Linked DNA regions of Macaca mulatta: region 2 is linked to region 1. A link is a contact called in public Hi-C data. All regions are on one chromosome and are shown on one strand. Each heading gives the region's core, a stretch centred on a gene start, on an enhancer-like site or on the middle of the called end of the contact. The rest is flanking DNA. Distances are from core to core; before and after follow the strand shown. Region 1 holds the start of RPP25L (ribonuclease P/MRP subunit p25 like). Region 2 holds the start of ENHO (energy homeostasis associated).

Region 1 (3,872 bases), core at 1,172-3,671:
TTGTAGAGACAGGGTCTCACTACTATGTTGCCCAGGCTGGTCCCCAACTCCTGGGATCAAGCAATCCTCCTGCCTCAGCCTCCCAAAGTGCTGGGATTACAGGCATCAGCCACTGTGCCCAACCCAAAGATATGTTTCTAAGACAGGAAAAAGCATGTTTGCAAACTAGTGGAGTTGAGGATAAATGTTTATACAGATAGGTCTGTAGGTGAAGATGGAACATGAGGGAGTTCGGAAGGCCTCTATCTCTTTAAAGCAGGAATCCAGCTCCATAGCTGAGACTGGGACAAGGAAGCTGGAGGGAAGGAGGTGTGAAACAGTTGTTGCATTTGGGATAGGTAAATCATTAATAACGATAATAGCAATTAACAATAGCACTATGTGCCAAGGTGATATCTAAATGTCATATATGTATATTTCCTTATTTAATCTCATAACAACCCTATGTGATAAGCACTATTGTATTCCTGTTTTATGGATAAGACCACTAAGACACAGAGCAGTAACTTGCTAGTAAGTGGCAGACCAGAATTGAAACGCAGGCAGACTGGTACCAGAGTCCATGCTCACAACCACTATACTATACTGTAAGTTGCAGATGGAGAGAAATGTCTGACCTGGCAGTGTTCCTAAACCAGGCCAAAGCAGGATTAAATAACTACCCAGGGAATTAGATATATTTAGTACTGACTGAGGCTTCTTGTCCACACTAGATTCTCCCAGGAACATCCTGAGCCTACTCTTCCTCTGTCTTCACCGGATCAGCTCCCAGGGGGTAAGGCTAGGGACTCCCATTTCTCTAATCCCACTCCACATAGCAGGCTGAGTAGAGGCTCATCAAATAGGTAGAAACTTTATTTCCTAAATCCCTCCCTGGACCTCTTTCAGAAGGCAGTTCAGATGCATTGTAGGTAGAAGGCAGAGTAAGCCCTTATTGAGCAACGCGAAACTTGGCAGAGGCCCCACACCTGTCACTCTTCACAGCAGTCCCTTCCCACATGCTAGAGGGAAGGGAAAGCATGACAGGGAAGTCCACTTCTGTGGACTCAAACCTTGATGGGGATTTGCACAGTCACAGGGCTTCTCAGAAAAGGCACAAGCATCCCAGACATTCAGGCCTGGAGAACAGGCTGGCTCAGCAGGTCTTCACGATCGGGTGTCTCGAGCCCTTCTTCGGGAACGAGGGCCACAGCTGGAGCTGGGCATGGAACCCAGGCCAGGGGGTGCCCCTGGGGGTTGGTAGCCACACTCATTGGGGTCCAGGGGGTCCCGGCTGAGCAGTACCCACACTGCAGGCACATGGCGGCGCACTGTGAGGGGGTCTAGCCCTGTGTCAGGTGAGGCTGGGACCCAGCTGTCCTCAGTCTGCAGGAAACGTAGCTTCGTGAGCTGGTGCAGGCCTGGGACCCTCCGCTTGACAATCTCAGCGCAGCTGACAGCCTTTCCTGCAGCCCTGCCAGAACCTGAGAACACCACATGCCGTGCACTGCCGCCCTCCAACCGACCCAGAGCCAGTCCCAGAAGGTTGCGAATTTTGCTGCCATCTCGGACCCGCATCTCAAGGGTATCAGGAGGTAGCTGGGGCATTGGGGAAGGCGCTGGGAGCTCTACAGAGCCAGCTTTCCGGTAGTGCTCCATCCTGCTTGCTGTCTTGAATGTGACTCTCGCTGCCCACTGCAGGGAAGCATCAGATGAGTGCTAAGCAATATGCCCCAAGTCACTGTCCACCATCCCCTATCTCCATTCAGGATATGGCCCTGCTCCCCGTTCCAGACTTCCCAGAAACAGGATCATGTCCCCTCGTCCTTAGCATCTTGTGACAAGGGCCATGCCTGCCGCCGTCCGGGAAAGGGCTGTACCCCATACACTCCGTTCCTCTACAAGGGCCATAACACCCCCACCTCCAATCCTGGAGTCCCAGAGACACGACCAAACTCCCCAAACACTGAGCTCTTTGGGATAGTGCCAGGCCCCCTCATCCCAAACTCTCCCGGACTGGGGCCTAGCCCCCCTTATCCTGGACTCCTTGGAACAGGGCCTGGAACCCTCACCCCAGATTAATACCAATAGAGAGCGCTCCTCCCAAGGACAGGGACAAGGCCCTTAGCCCCAGGACCCCCGGGAAACAGCCAAGAACTCTTACCCAGTGCTGCCCCCAAACAGAACTGAGCCCCTCTCCCAGAGATTACCAGGGTCGATCCATATCAACCCAGGTCACTCAGAAACGGGGGCAGAGGCTCGACTCGGAGGGCTGCTCAGGCTATTCCAAGACAGCCTTGGCCGTTTCCATAGCCACGGTCGCTTCCAGGGTCCTGCCGGCCGCTGCAGCCAAGCAGCAGGCGTCCTCCCACCCTCCGAGTATCCCTCTGCCCGCCCGGTTCCGGCTCTCACCGAATCCGCCTCACGCACGATCCGGAGCCAAGATGGCGCACGGGCCCGGAGTGCGCTAAGGCCGCGGGGCCGCGCACGCCCCGAGGGGGCGGGGCATGAGGGGCGGGGCATGAGGGACTGGACCGTAGGCATCTCCGCCCCGGAAACCCGCCGGCCAGGGCGCCCCGGACCAGTCCCAGTGGATGTGGGAAAACGAGCGCAGCCTCCGCTGTTACGCCCGGAAGGAGGCAGGGTAGTTCCCTGCCGTAGAAAGGAGCGGCCGTCAGGGAACTCCTGCATCTTAAGGAGGGGGATCTGGACTTTAGAAGATGGGAGGACTGGTGTTAGCTGTTGAGCAAAGCGGGAGCAGTGGGTTTCACCGTGGGTGCGAACAAAGGCGTCAGTTTGGAGTGGCTGCTGTTGCACGGGCAAGAGCCTTAGTTACCGACTTCTGAACTTCGACCTCATCCTGTGGGCGCTGGCAGACCACGGGGGTTCTCCAGGGGCCAGTCGAACCAGATCTTGTGAAGGGAGCCCAGGAGGGAGTGATGGGGAAATCGGGCCGCAGCCCCTGACGACACCTGCCACGGAGTCTGGGGGCTGAGGGGGCGGGGGTGCCCACGGAGCCTAGTATGGTGCCTGGCGTATGACCGGCGCTCAAATATTTGTTAAATGATTTGTTACATTAATGAACCAGAGAAATCGTAGTGGGAATGGAAAAAAGATTAAGTTGGGAGATACTAGTAGGTAGGTTCAGTGACGAGCTGGCCACTGTTTGGACAGAGAAGTAGGAAATTCCGAGCTAGGATGACTCCCAGATTTCAGAGCGGTTTGGACACGCTGAATTTGAGGTGCCGGAGAGGTCGCACAGGCTGGGCGGCCAGCGGGCCGTTGGAAAAAGGGTCTGGAGCAAGAGCACTCCCTGAGACCACAAGGGGGCAGCAAACATTTGGTGGAGTACGGTGCCAATCTGTTTCTCAACATGCTTGCCGCAGCGCCCCTACTTCCCCAATTCTCCTCCCCAGGACCAAAACTTCCTGCATCCAAACTTCTTAGGCTGCCCTTCTCGGCTAGTGGTAGCAGGTAGCCTCCCAAGAGAGAAATTTAAAGGCCTTTGCACATGCTGCTCCCTTGGCTCTGAAAGTCCCTGGATATCACTCACCAGGTCCCTTCAGTCCCTTTTTTCTTCTGTGTCCACCTGATAGGACCGCCCTTTTCCTGTACTGTCTATCCTGCTAGCCTGTGCAGGGCAGGGATTAGGTGAGCCCTATCTACTCCCATCATCTGATATTTGGGGGTCTCTTCTTGGTAAATATGGGATAAACGAATATCCTATTCACACAATCAAATGAGAGCCTTCATCTTCAGAGCTCTACACCTGTCAGAAAGCCAAACCAGGATGAGTTTAGTTCCCAGTCCAACGATTAGGCAGGCTGCCACTTCTGCCCCCCACCACCCCCATCCTAGACCAAGAAGCTAGCACACTCCTCCAGTCATCTCTA
Region 2 (3,768 bases), core at 1,248-3,747, 82 kb before region 1:
TCTCCCTGACCTGGAAGGCCGTTCCCCTGAGGTTCAGGGAATGGATGCCTTTTCCCACTCCCACAAGCATCGAGACCCCATGTCCAAGCCAGAGCTGGACTCCTTTTTGCAGGCTGTCAGCTGAGCCCCTGTGTCACCTGAGTTGGGGAATGATCATGTCAGGGAGAGGGGAGGCAGGGATCCAAAATTCATTGGGCAGGGGAGGGGTAGGGCACAGCTGGACAGGCTGGGCAGAGGAGGTGGTGCTGGGATCCGGAGATGGGGGACCCACCATTCCTCCCCCATGCATACTTTCCCTCTCCCCAGGAAAAGAAGGGGCAGGAGGTACAGAAGGGCCCAGCTGTGGAGATTGCGAAACTGGACAAACTGCTGAACCTGGTGAGGGAAGTGAAAATCAAGACCTGAGGGCCCAGCCTCACCCTCTGTCCCATCGCTTGAATCCAGTACTCCTAGGGCTTGACCCTGGTACCCAGTCCAGCCTGAGCACCCAGCATGTGACCCCACTCCTGATCAGGTCCCAGCATCTTCCCTTCTTATTCTGCTCCTTAAGGTCCCAGCACCTTACTCCAGGACTTGGTCTTCAGCCACCATTACCCCTCTAACTTTGCACAAATAAACTTGTCTAAAAACCCACCCCACAGCTTTAATTTTGCTGCCACGGGGCCCTCAGGAAGAGAAGAAAATCTCAGGGTAGAGCCATAGTTTCATTTATTATCCAGCAAACAGTGGGAGGACCAGGGGAGGGGCCCAGCCTGGACACCCTCCTATTATTGCCATGGGTTCCAGTTTGCTTCCCCAACCTACAGGGCCTAGAGGTGCCCAGCCTAGGGAAAGAGTGGACCCAGCCCCTGACCCTTGGCCCTTGGAATGGAGCATAGTCCAGATGGCCCTGGCTCTAGCACCAACTCATAAGCCTCCACCCCAGGCCCATCTCCTTAGGGCCACTGAGCTCCTATTGGAGCCAGGCTTGCTAGACTCTAGGCCACTGGGTCCAGCTCCAAGCAGGCAGACTCTTGAGTTCTGGCCCCCAGGCTGGCTGAACTCTGGGATCCTAATTCCAGGCTCTAGGTGAGGTGGACTTAGGTCCTGGGCTCCAGGATAGGCCAGGGGCCTTCAGGGCTGCAGCAGGTAGCTGCCTTCATGGCTGGGCTTCTGGGGTGGTGGGGCCTTCTCAGGACAGGGGCCAGGGCTGGAGTTGGGACTTGATTCAGAGAGAGAGTCAACGTCAGCAGAGCGAGAATGGCAGGCCCAGCAGAGGATGACCCAGAGCAGCAGCAGCAAGAAGCCTACGAGACCGTTGCAGACGATGGCGATGAGGGCCCCCTGGGAGATGGCTGCCCCCATGACGGGCAGCACCCTCAGACCAGCACAGACAGTGGAGCTGCCTCGATGGCGAGGCCCATGCCGAGGCAGGAGTCTGGTATGGCCGGCCTTCCGAGGAGGCTGTGCTGTCTGCACGTTCAGTGATTGCTGGGCAGTGGAGATGTCTACCTGCAGTCCTGAGCCTGTTGGGGGTACAGAGTAAAGGAGAGGGTAGTGAGGAGGGAGAGTGGAGTGAGGCCTAGGAGGAGAGAGGTAGGGAAGACAGCCTCCCTCCCACATTTCTGGCCTCCCTGGTGAAAGACCTTGGGTCCCAACAGGCTTAAATACCCCACAGAGCCAGCACCCCCATCCGCAGGCCTGGTTCTGGGCACCTGAATGAGTGTGTAGCCAGCGTGGGGAAGCTGAAGTAGGCAGCCGTCATCTCATTCTCCTTAGACCTGGTGGGCATGCCCTGGCCCTACCCACCAAGCTTGCAGCCCTCAAAAGCCCTCTGTTGGTGGGTGGGATCCAGGCAGCCCCCCGCCCAAGAGGATGGGGGTTGTAAGCAGCTCTGGTGTGGCCTGGGCGCCTCCTCTCTCCCAGGACTCCAGCCAGCCCGACCAGGAGACCTCCAGAGGCGCCAGCTTGCACAGAGGGAACTTTGTGGAGGCCCTGGCAGGCATGTGCAGGCTCTGTGCCTCTATGTGGGGCTCTCTCTGGGTCAGGTGTGTGTGTCTGATGTCTCACTGTCCCTCCGTTGGATGTGTGCCTGTGCCTCTGCACACCCACCTCTGTGTGTGTGTGGCTGCCTCTCCGTGTGTCCCCATCTCTGAGTGTGTCTCCTCTGTCTCGTTTCTCTACCAGTGTGTCTCTGTGTATCTCTACATCAGTCTCTGTGTCTCTCCGTCTCTCTCTTCCAGGCTGTATCCCCCAGTGTTCCCATGGACGTATCCCTCTCCCCTTCTCCGTGGGGTCTTTTTGGTGGTTTCCGTGTCTCTGTCTTTGTGTTCGTCTCTCTCCGCGGCAGTGTGTCTCTGTCTCTTTATCTCCATCTTCGGGTCGCATGTTCTTGGCCCCCGTGCCTGTGGCAGGAGGCCCTTCTTACCTGAGTTGAGCCTGGTGCGCGCCCGCGGGAGGGTCCGGGGCAGCGGGATGCTCGGCGCCGACTAAGGCTCGGGAGCCTGCGGGCGGGGGGCGGCGGGAGGTGGGAGACCAGCAAAGGCGACGACCGCTCCCCCGGCCCTCCCCCTCGGCCGCGCAGCCTCCGCCGGCCGCTCCCGCCGCGGCGCGACCGGGGCGGCCTCTGCCGCGGGCGGTCTGCGGCGAGCAGGCACCTCCTCCCCTTGGGGCCGCACCTCCTCCGCGGCCGCGGCTGCTCCCTCGCTCGGCAGCGCTCGGGCGGCGGCGGCGGGAGCTGCGCGGGGTTCGGCTGAGCTCGGCTGCGTTCGGCTGGGCTCGGCTGAGCTCGGCTACGTTCGGCTGGGCTCGGCCGCCAGCAAAAACAGCGAAGAGCCCCGCCTCTTTGAAGGCCGGCGGCCTGCGGCCGGGGGGCGGAGCCATCCCCGCGCCGCTGCCGCCACTCAATTGGCGGGCCGAGCCCCGGTTCCCGCACCATTGGTGGTGCGCTGGGGTGGAGACCAGCCCGCCTCTCGGGCTGGCGCCGGGCGGGAGGAGGGCCGAAGGAGTAGCTGGCCCTGGATCTTTCCCGGGAGAGGGGATGGGGTGGGGAGGGGGCGAGGCCTAACCTCTTGTAGGGATTTCTTGCACCTTCTACACCTAGAAGGGTTGTACACCCCACATCCGAGAAAGGCCAAGGCCTCTGCATTTCCACATCTGAGGAAACCATCTCTCTGTATCTGGGAGAGGTCTCTAAGCCCGTCATCGGAGGAAGGCCCCGCGTCCCTACACCTGGCAGGAGACTGAACCTCCTCACCTAGGGAACCGCCTATAGTGCAGTCTCGCACTTCCCTCTGCCACCTGGGTGTGGACTCTGCATTCCTACTTTAGAGGGCCCCAGGTTCCCTGGCCCTAAGAAGTGTGAAAATCTCTGGCAACACAGGTTCTTTGGACACATTTACTGGGTTCCTACCCAGTGTTGGTCGCAGGCTTGCTGCCAGGCTGTTGGGGAGCCTGGGACAGAAATGGAGTGTCCTGAGCGATGGTTACGCCCTGGCTGGAATAGGTGCAGGCATGGTGGAAGTGCTGCCTCGCCATCCTAAAAGTTCCCCTAAGAAGAAGATAGCTTGGACAGGAGCAGTGAGGTAGACCTTGTCCTCCCCGACCTTCACAGGCCAGTGATTGTCATCTATTCTGATCCCGGCCTTCTTCTCATCCCGCTTTACATGCTCTCCTTGGAGGATCACATCCCTGAAGCTATATCATGAAGTCTCCCAGTGCTCCCAAGTCTAGCCTTAACTTCTCTCTGGAATCCTAGACTCATTTACCTAAGTGCCTACAGTAATGGGA

The links. Hi-C and Micro-C count contacts between places; a contact is called where the count stands out from the background.
Region 2: a Hi-C map of blood shows a contact between it and region 1, with 2.0 times the contacts expected there. The contact joins the promoter of ENHO here to the promoter of RPP25L in region 1. A contact is called at or near these places in 3 of 14 Hi-C or Micro-C datasets (blood, fetal cortex germinal zone and fetal cortical plate).

Annotation. Positions count from the first base shown.
Region 1 is chr15:65,085,180-65,089,051 of T2T-MMU8v2.0, reverse strand. It overlaps RPP25L (ribonuclease P/MRP subunit p25 like), which reads right to left and starts at 2,421. Exons shown (of 2, transcript NM_001261747.2): 1 at 2,392-2,421; 2 at 869-1,674. The coding sequence starts at 1,638. The coding sequence ends at 1,147. It also overlaps a transcript of DCTN3 not described here.
Region 2 is chr15:65,166,943-65,170,710 of T2T-MMU8v2.0, reverse strand. ENHO (energy homeostasis associated) reads right to left here and starts at 2,497. Exons shown (of 2, transcript NM_001261591.1): 1 at 2,408-2,497; 2 at 689-1,505. The coding sequence starts at 1,344. The coding sequence ends at 1,114. It overlaps DNAI1 (dynein axonemal intermediate chain 1), which reads left to right. Exons shown (of 19, transcript XM_077965878.1): 19 at 307-633. The coding sequence ends at 405.